Regions from separate parts of the Capsicum annuum genome. Here region 1 is linked to region 2. The links are chromatin contacts, called in public Hi-C maps. All regions are on one chromosome and are shown on one strand. Each heading gives the region's core, a stretch centred on a gene start, on an enhancer-like site or on the middle of the called end of the contact. The rest is flanking DNA. Distances are from core to core; before and after follow the strand shown.

Region 1 (4,099 bases), core at 175-2,674, 130 kb before region 2:
ATTACAAGGTACTAAATGCAAATTGGGAAAAGTTGAAGGCTAAAGATCCTTCACAGCAGCCTTCTTTAGCTTGGGCTATTCTCAAATCTTTCTGGAAGGAGGCTGCCTGCAATGCAATTTTTGCAGGGGTGAACACTTGTGTTTCTTATGTGGGTCCGTACATGATCAGCTACTTCGTAGACTACCTAGCCGAAGTCGAGACGTTCCCTTGCGAGGGATACATTTTGGGGTATGCATGTGATATCATCTCTCACTGCAATGTTACATCACGAAGGGCTGAGGCTCTCAATTTCAGCAAGGCAAAGCCACTCTAGTGGAGAGATTGTTAATTACATGGCAGGGGATGTTCAGAGAGTAGGCAGCATAATAATACCCAAAACTGAAATAAAACTGTATGAAACATGTTGTAGTCTGAAAGCCTCTAAACTGTCTGAAAACTGTGGTGTCTGAAAACTGTGGAGTTGATGGGACATGTCCCCAACAACTCCGAACTACTGAAATAATAAAGTAATAAAATAATCATGCTATCCTCGAATGATGAGGACTCACTGCTAGTCTGGCTGTAGAACTGGCTGTAGAACGTCTGATCTACTAAGTATGCTCGGGAGCTCGTTCTTCTAAATCAATGGTATAAAACAATCTCTGGCTGTTGAACGTTTGATCTACCATAGGTTTAGAAGAACGAGCTCCCGAGCATCCTTAGTAGATCAGACATTCAACCGCCATACTAGCAGTGAGTCTTCATCATTCGAGGATAGCATGATTATTTTATTACTTTATTATTTCAGTAGTTCGGAGTTAGTTGGGGACATGTCCCATCAACTTCACAGTTTTCAGACAGTTTAGAGGCTTTCAGACTACAGTATGTTTCATACAGTTTTATTTCAGTTTTGGATCTTCAAGATATATGGAAGCTGCCTCTTCAAATCATTTTGGCTCTTGCTATTTTGTACAAAATGTTGGTATTGCATCATTATTTCCATTGTTGCAACCGTCCCATTAGCTAGGATTCAAGAAGACTATCAAGACAAACTAATGGGAGCCAAGGACGAGAAAGACTTCCGAGTGCCTCAGGAACATGAGGATTCTCAAGTTGCAAGCATGGGAGGATAGATATAGAGCAATGCTAGAGGAAATGTGGAATATGGAATTCAAGTTATTACTCTTGAGTGCAGCATATGAATAGGCATTGAAATTATTTATTAGAAAGTTATTATTTTGTTTTCTTGCTAGAATATTTTTAGGTTGATATCTTATGGAGATGAATCTATTTACATGTTCTTACTTCTCAAGGTTGACATTAAAATATTTTTTGAGGACAATTACATAGGAATATTAATTAGGTGATTTTACTTTCATGTAGACTCAACCACCAAGAAGTCTACTGGCAAAGTAAACGTTGAACAATGTGTTGATATTCACATTTGCAACAAGTATGATGAGAAGCATAGCAACACCTACCAGTTTAGATAGTTGTTCGAAGAGCACCAGTTTTATGCAGAGCCATATTACACGCATGTTTTATTAAGGAAAAATTATATAAAAAGAACAACTTTAGTTATTAAATTACTAAAAATCCCTTCAATTTAAATAAATTGCAAATATCCCAACTTTTTAATTTTGGGGTTATAAGTTCAGATACATGTTAGTAGTATCTTTTTATCTGATACTTACCTTTATCAAATTGCGTCTTTCTTCCTATTTCAAAGGCAAATTTTGTGTGGTGATTTTTCACAATTTTCTCATCTTCAATATTTTAGAATTAAGGTATTTACCTCCCCCAAAGTCATCTTCACTCTATCCTTTCAGTTTCAGCATTTTTTTTTTTTTCAAAAAATAAGTTGAACAACATCTCTATTTTTGTTAACATTATCGAGTAAAGACTTATAATTTAAAATTTTCAAGTCTATTTCTATTGAATTTAAAGTTGATTCATGTTCATCTTTTAGTTTTGGAATCTCTCAAATTGATAACATCGAATAATATGTAGATGTTGTTTCTTTTGTCCTTAGAGTTTTTGATAAAGATTTTGATGATTTTTGTGAAAATAAACTCAATCACCGAAATAATTTTCCTATGATAAAAAAATTGCGTGAAAAGCATGCAAAAGGGGCTAAGAAAAAAGGAGTCGGTGATTTTATGAAAAAAGGATCTACGAGTTTAGGAGGTGTAGTTCATGCCAAAAGAGGAAGAGTTGTTGAAGTTGCCATCAGAGATGTTCTTCCAAAGGTATTTCAGGTTTATTTTAGTTCGAGATACATTTTCTATTAAGTCTGATAATTTTTCTTTAATTTTTATCTTATTCTGTATATGTATGTGTCTCTCACAGGTTTTTATTTGTGTGAAAAAATGTATAAGCTAGATAAATATTAGTAATGCAAAAGATACATATATAAGCATTACATGTTTATTATGTATCTCGTGGTATATTATATTTTTTTTTTCTTAGTTATGTATCTGAGAGATACAAGTTATTATATAAAGACATACATTTAAATTTTTTACTTTGATTAGGATGTATCTCTTACAAGTTATGCATATAAAATGTAGATACATGTATGTTTCAAATTTGTATCTCTTTTGCTAGATAAGAGTAGTATATTTGTGTATGTTTTTTGTAGTCTCAAATAATGCATGTAACTCTAACAAAATTATCATATGCAGGGATTTTCTGTAAGTATTAGGATCTTGTTTTATGTTAAATTTTGTATCTACAATAACAACTAACTACCTGTAAATTAATCAATATGCAGGGATTGTGGATTTTTTGTAGCTTTGTTTGCTGAGTACCTGAGCAAAGGGGTAGACATAACATCTTCTGGTGTCGTGTTTGATATTTGCATTTCTGTTATGAAAGTATGGAATCGATAAGGCGGATAACAATTACTTAAGTGACAATGACGACCCACTGAGGCCTAAACTAACCTTTATGCCACCAATTTCAAAAAAAGACGTAGTTACTATCGGGTAGCTCTAGTTGTCACTGTTATGAATTTTCTAAACACAATTCTATTTTCAATAGTTTTTAAATTTTAATTTGTAAATTGTTTTGTGTTGAACTAAACTAGTCGTGTTTTGTTTGGATATTTTGTTTTACTAAGAAGTTATTCAACTCTTTCTTTTGGTTAGTTTCCCTACTTTCTATACCTACTGTTTGTTTGTGGATGATTTTTAATGTTGTGCAAAAATTAAAATTTCACACTTATTTATCAGATACAATTTTAAATAGGAGATATAGCTATTACATAAATATGAGATATAATTTACAAAAAATACAATAACTAGCACATATAAGATATACATTTACGCTAATTGTATCTCTCTATATTTCAACAAATTTAGTGTACAAATCTCTCAATATATATGAAGTATATGACATGTATATAGGAGACTAATTATTGAGAACAATAGCTGTGACTACTGAATGATGTGGATGATTCAAATGTTGTGTCAAAACTGAAATTTTACATTAATTTATGAGATTTGAATTTTCAAATAAGAGATACATATATTAAATATATAAGAGATATATTTTATAAAATATATGAAAATAAATTATACGTATAAAAGATACATTTAGATAAATTTGTACCTCTAGATATTTAGCGAATTTAGTCTATGCATATATAAATAAGAATGTCATATATGAGATATGTACATGAGAGACTTATTAACAATGTATATTATTTACCTAAATATATTATGTATTTTTTCATATACTATATATCTTTATCTTGTTGTAGATGCATGCTATTTTTCACATATATATGCCTATCAAGATTATATGTATCTCTAGAAAAAAATTATTAATCTAATTAAAAAATATAGTAATTTAACTTTCAAGACAATCTATTTAATAAATATTTTAATTAATATTCATTTAACAGATGTAAAATGTTTTAAAAATTTATGTATGTAACATATGAGAGAAGTATTAAAACTAGATGAACAATCAATTGCATTCATTCCTTTGTATGTTACAACATGATATTGTCACAAATATTCGCTAACATCAAAATTTATTGAAAAGAAATTACAAATACATCTATTATGACCTTCATAACTACATCTCTCACAACAATTACTGCTCGATGACAAA
Region 2 (4,236 bases), core at 924-3,423:
ACAATTTCTTTTATATCTTCAAGCAAAAAGATTTATTTAGCTACAATAGTTTATTCAAATTTTTTTGTGGCTAAAAGGTTATTAATTACTACAATAAATTTCAATTCGTAGAAAAAAATAACTGTTAGTTACTAATTTTTATCATAGCAAAATAAACCTGGCAATATCATTTAACTATTGCCACAATTTTTTATAACGTGAAGCAAAATATTTGATTTAGCTAGAATATTTTGTTCAAATAGTTTACTGTGGCTAAAAATTTACAATTGCTACAATTACTCTTTTGTGTCACAAAAGCTTATAACCAGCTACAAAATTTTACCGTGACAACAAAGTTATAGCTATTTAGGCAACTACTGTCACGATTGCTAGTAACTATAGCAAAAATGAGAGATTAGCTTTATCCGTTGAATTTTCGTGGCTATGAAATTTTACGAATATATAGATAGCTACAGAATTTAAATTCTTATGGCTATTATTAGATAATAGCTAGGTTTTTTAAATTCGTAGCTAAGAATTTGTAGCTATAAATGCATTGTGTAGTAGTGAATTTGAAGTTGTTGTCGCCGGAGAACACTGCTTGTTAGGTCAATTGACGGTTGAAAGTCGAAAAGGAACTCACCCAGCTATTTGTGGCCTGAGCTTGAAGTTGTCGGGAATTGAACGGAGAAATTTTGCGAAACTGTTGGTTGGGAGAGAATTGAGAGAGACTGTCTCTCTCAAGATAGAGGAGAGAGACAGTTGATTTGGAAAGGAGAGGGGTGTGGGTTGATTTGTATTTTTGAAAAGATTAGAAAATTTTGAAAATATTAATCAAATACACAATTAACTTAATCTATTTCCTAATTATGTTTGACTCTTTAAGTTGGTCACCAATTCTTCATTCAAGACTTAAAAGACATCTTTCCTTCAATTTTCTCATGAATAAACACATAATCCTCTCCTATGTTTCAAAAAGAATGACTTACCGCCCCCCACCCCCCCACTCTCCCCCACCCTTTTTTTTAGCAATATTTTAATTTCAATTTTTCAAGTTACATATTTAAGACCACAAGATTAAAGGACATTTTGATATATTCGACATATCTTTAATTTAGGACTACAAGATTAAAAAATTTTCTTTATTTTTTTAAACTTTAAATTAGTTTATTCTTTTTGAAACAGAAGTAGTACAATTTTTTACTTCTACATAGCTATTTCTCAAAACAATATAGATATACATGCAACATACTTCAGAATTGTTTTTATACTGTTTCAACATGCTGACTTGCACATGCAACATGCAGAATTGTTGCTTTTGTTACATGGATTTCATGCAAGTCGCTGGGATGTGGGCGACTTACAAGTCGCTGGCCCACACGACTTGTAAATCCTTGACTATCCCATGATTTGTTCGTTTTGATTTTTTTAAATAATTAATTGTCCCCTTTGGCATTTTTGATTAAAAATAAATAGCCCTTTTGGCTTCGAATTCGTATCTTTTTGGGATAAATAATTTGGTGTCTACCGTGAGGCCAAGGATAGTGTGGTATTGTTTTGATCCTACTGAACTGATACTAACAAATTTTGTTTTGTGAATCAAAGTGACTAATCGACTTAGCTAGCAAGAAAATGCTCATCAGACCAACGTTATCACCAATGACAACCCCCTCTTGAATAGTCCCGTGAACAACGAGGTCGATCGGATAACTAGGGAGATTCGAGTCATAAACGGGTAGGGGACTTCCCCACCATGTGTCTCAGCGCACAATCATATGCAACATGATGAAAACAGTGATGATCAAGATATAACTATGAATCCGACTTGTCAAAAATCTATGTTAAACTGACAAGTCGGCAGAAATCAATAATGGGTTTGCTAGAGATGGAAAAGACTGCACTGGGACTTGGGGCACCGCGAAAGTAGTTGTACCATGGTCGAGGGTAGAGGTGAAAATAATATCACTGAATCCATAGCGGAGAGTCAATGTTACGCCCCAAATCTGGATGTGGTGGCAAGTGTAAAACATCAGAAGTCAAACTTATGATTATTCAATACTTAGCTTTGTTTAAGGTCAAATCTCAGATTCCAGACTTCCACGAGAGGAACCACGACCCCTGATTTGTTCAGTCCTAGCTAGCGGTAGTGGTTGTGCTAATTGAGGCTGGAAGTGGCTAATTGTCGTGTTGTTTGTAGTAGCAAGTGTGATGGTGGTTGAGAATAGTGATTGATGGTGGTAGTTGTGGTGGCGGCGGATGGAAATGGTACTAATTGTGGTGGTGAATGGTTCTGGTGGTTATTGGCGATATGTACTGTTGATAGTAGATAGTAATTGGTGATTGTTGTAGTAATGGTGGTTGGTGAGGATAATTGTAACTGCTGACTAGTGGTAATAACGGCTGATTATAGTTATTGACAACAATTGTGGGAGGTGGTGACAACCGCAATAGCTATTATGGAGGGTGATAGTGGTAGCAATGAATAGATGACATTGGTAAATGCACGACGTTAATTACAAGGAAAATAACATTTTTATCACTGATAATCGCTTGCATTCATCAAACTCCACTTGAAAATACACTATAATGGTGGTCAAGTTTACTTCATGAATATTATAACCTCATTTATTGTCTTCTTGAAGGTCCAAAAGAACCAAAAAATTGAAAAAAGTTTAATACAAAAAAAGATTAGTTTTCTCTAAGAAAAATATGATTTTTCAGATACGCTGTTTCCTAAAAAAGGATAAAAGAAAAAGTGAAGGCAACATAATGCCCTCCATCCGCCAAGTATTTCTACATTATGGTTTCTTCTTGGCCTGCTCGAAGTTTTTCCAGTTCTTCTTCGGCATCTTTCAACTGTTCTTTCAGTGTGGCTATTCTCATTTCCAGTTCCTCTACTGAACCGCGAACAAGTGAATGTTGGTACGGTGTCAGAAAGTTATGTGAAAATGCTTTCAGCGCTTCAACACCACAAACCTATCAGAGAGCACATCACTTATCAGACTGGCGAAGCTTTGTTTCTTAATATATTAAAAAAACTATTGATCATGTTCTTCCCGTGAATAAAGAATTCATTTCATTTTTCTTTTTCTTTTGTTTTTGTCTGTGGGAAGATATCCAGGATATATGCAACAGCATCTTCAAACCTCTTGTGGCAGCAAAGGCAGCTTGGTAATATTGAAGTCATCATATAACATGTAGAATTGGTCCATGTACTTTTGTTGCATCCGCATCCTAGCCTTCAGCAGCTTGGATTCAACAACTAAAAACAGACGCAAGGTCCAAGAGTAAGTTTTCTCTCACACAAAACAACTTAGGAGGAAAAGGTGATACAGACAATACCAAACACAATTGAAAAGAAACTACAAGGAATTAATACTATGTACAGAGAAGATATGAGAACTGTACCTTCTTCGTCGAAAAGCACTTGGTTAATTATAATGTTATGTGTATCAATCTCGAATCTAGTGAGTTCCTGAACAAGCCTTTCAGTCTCATATAGAGAGAGGAATTCCGGGATGCAAACACAAACGAATGTCGTCAAGTCCTGTTAAAAGAAGTGGCATTAAAGATCAGGAGAATTTGAAAAGTAACCAGAAGGTAAACAATGAAAGAAGGAAATTTATTCAGCCATTTCAGTAAAGACTATCTTTAAGGAATTTCCCCTGCCTTGGCCAGGGTAAGTAGTAGGTTACCAGAAAGCAAAATAAGATGAAAAAAACAAATAAATGGATCAACAGGCAACATCAACAGACGACTCCACCTCACAATCAAACCAAACATGCAGAACACAATGTGTATTTTTTTTTTTACCAAACCGAAACTGCTCAGATAAATAGTTGCTAGAACCACTAACGAATTGTTCAAACTCATTTTCTGTGAAAATGCAAGTCTTTGCAAGGAAAAGAATGGGAACTAGACACCACATCAGTTACATAGCTCAGTTTCCAGCAATTATGTGACTTCTGTATCCGTGATGACTGGTGAATACTTCTAAATTCTACTGATGATTTTCAAGACCCCATTACTTGGTCACATTCATGTGAAAGCTGTAAATTTCTTTTCTTTTTTTGATGAAGTACGTGGTTTCATTGGCGTTCATCAAGCAGATGCAAGAGTACCAAAGATTATGTACAAAATAGAGTATGTCAGCTCCAATATATTATACGCTATACTAAGATTCAGGAGCTAATACAGTCCAACAAATTATTAGTGGAATTTACAGGGGACAGATATAGTTGCAGATTTTCTCTCCCC

What was found. A called contact is a pair of places that touch in the nucleus more often than the background predicts.
Region 1: a Hi-C map of leaf shows a contact between it and region 2, with 3 times the contacts expected there. The contact joins two enhancer-like sites. A contact is called at or near these places in 3 of 5 Hi-C or Micro-C datasets (leaf and placenta).

What each region holds. Positions count from the first base shown.
Region 1 is chr4:197,343,711-197,347,809 of UCD10Xv1.1, reverse strand. It overlaps LOC107856096 (cyclin-C1-1), which reads left to right. Exons shown (of 7, transcript XR_007054512.1): 6 at 1,364-2,229; 7 at 2,754-3,128. Among protein-coding and RNA genes, the nearest start is that of LOC107856096, 10 kb to the left of the region's middle. Within about 2 kb of position 1,424, at least 1 of the 5 cell types and tissues checked has an H3K27ac peak or open chromatin away from gene starts, as enhancers often do. A contact at or near this core is called in leaf, where this site is marked.
Region 2 is chr4:197,212,243-197,216,478 of UCD10Xv1.1, reverse strand. LOC107867603 (ATPase GET3A) reads right to left here. Exons shown (of 7, transcript XM_016713914.2): 5 at 3,388-3,526; 6 at 3,126-3,241; 7 at 2,567-2,955. The coding sequence ends at 2,773. Among protein-coding and RNA genes, the nearest start is that of LOC107867603, 40 kb to the right of the region's middle. Within about 2 kb of position 2,173, at least 3 of the 5 cell types and tissues checked have an H3K27ac peak or open chromatin away from gene starts, as enhancers often do. A contact at or near this core is called in leaf, where this site is marked.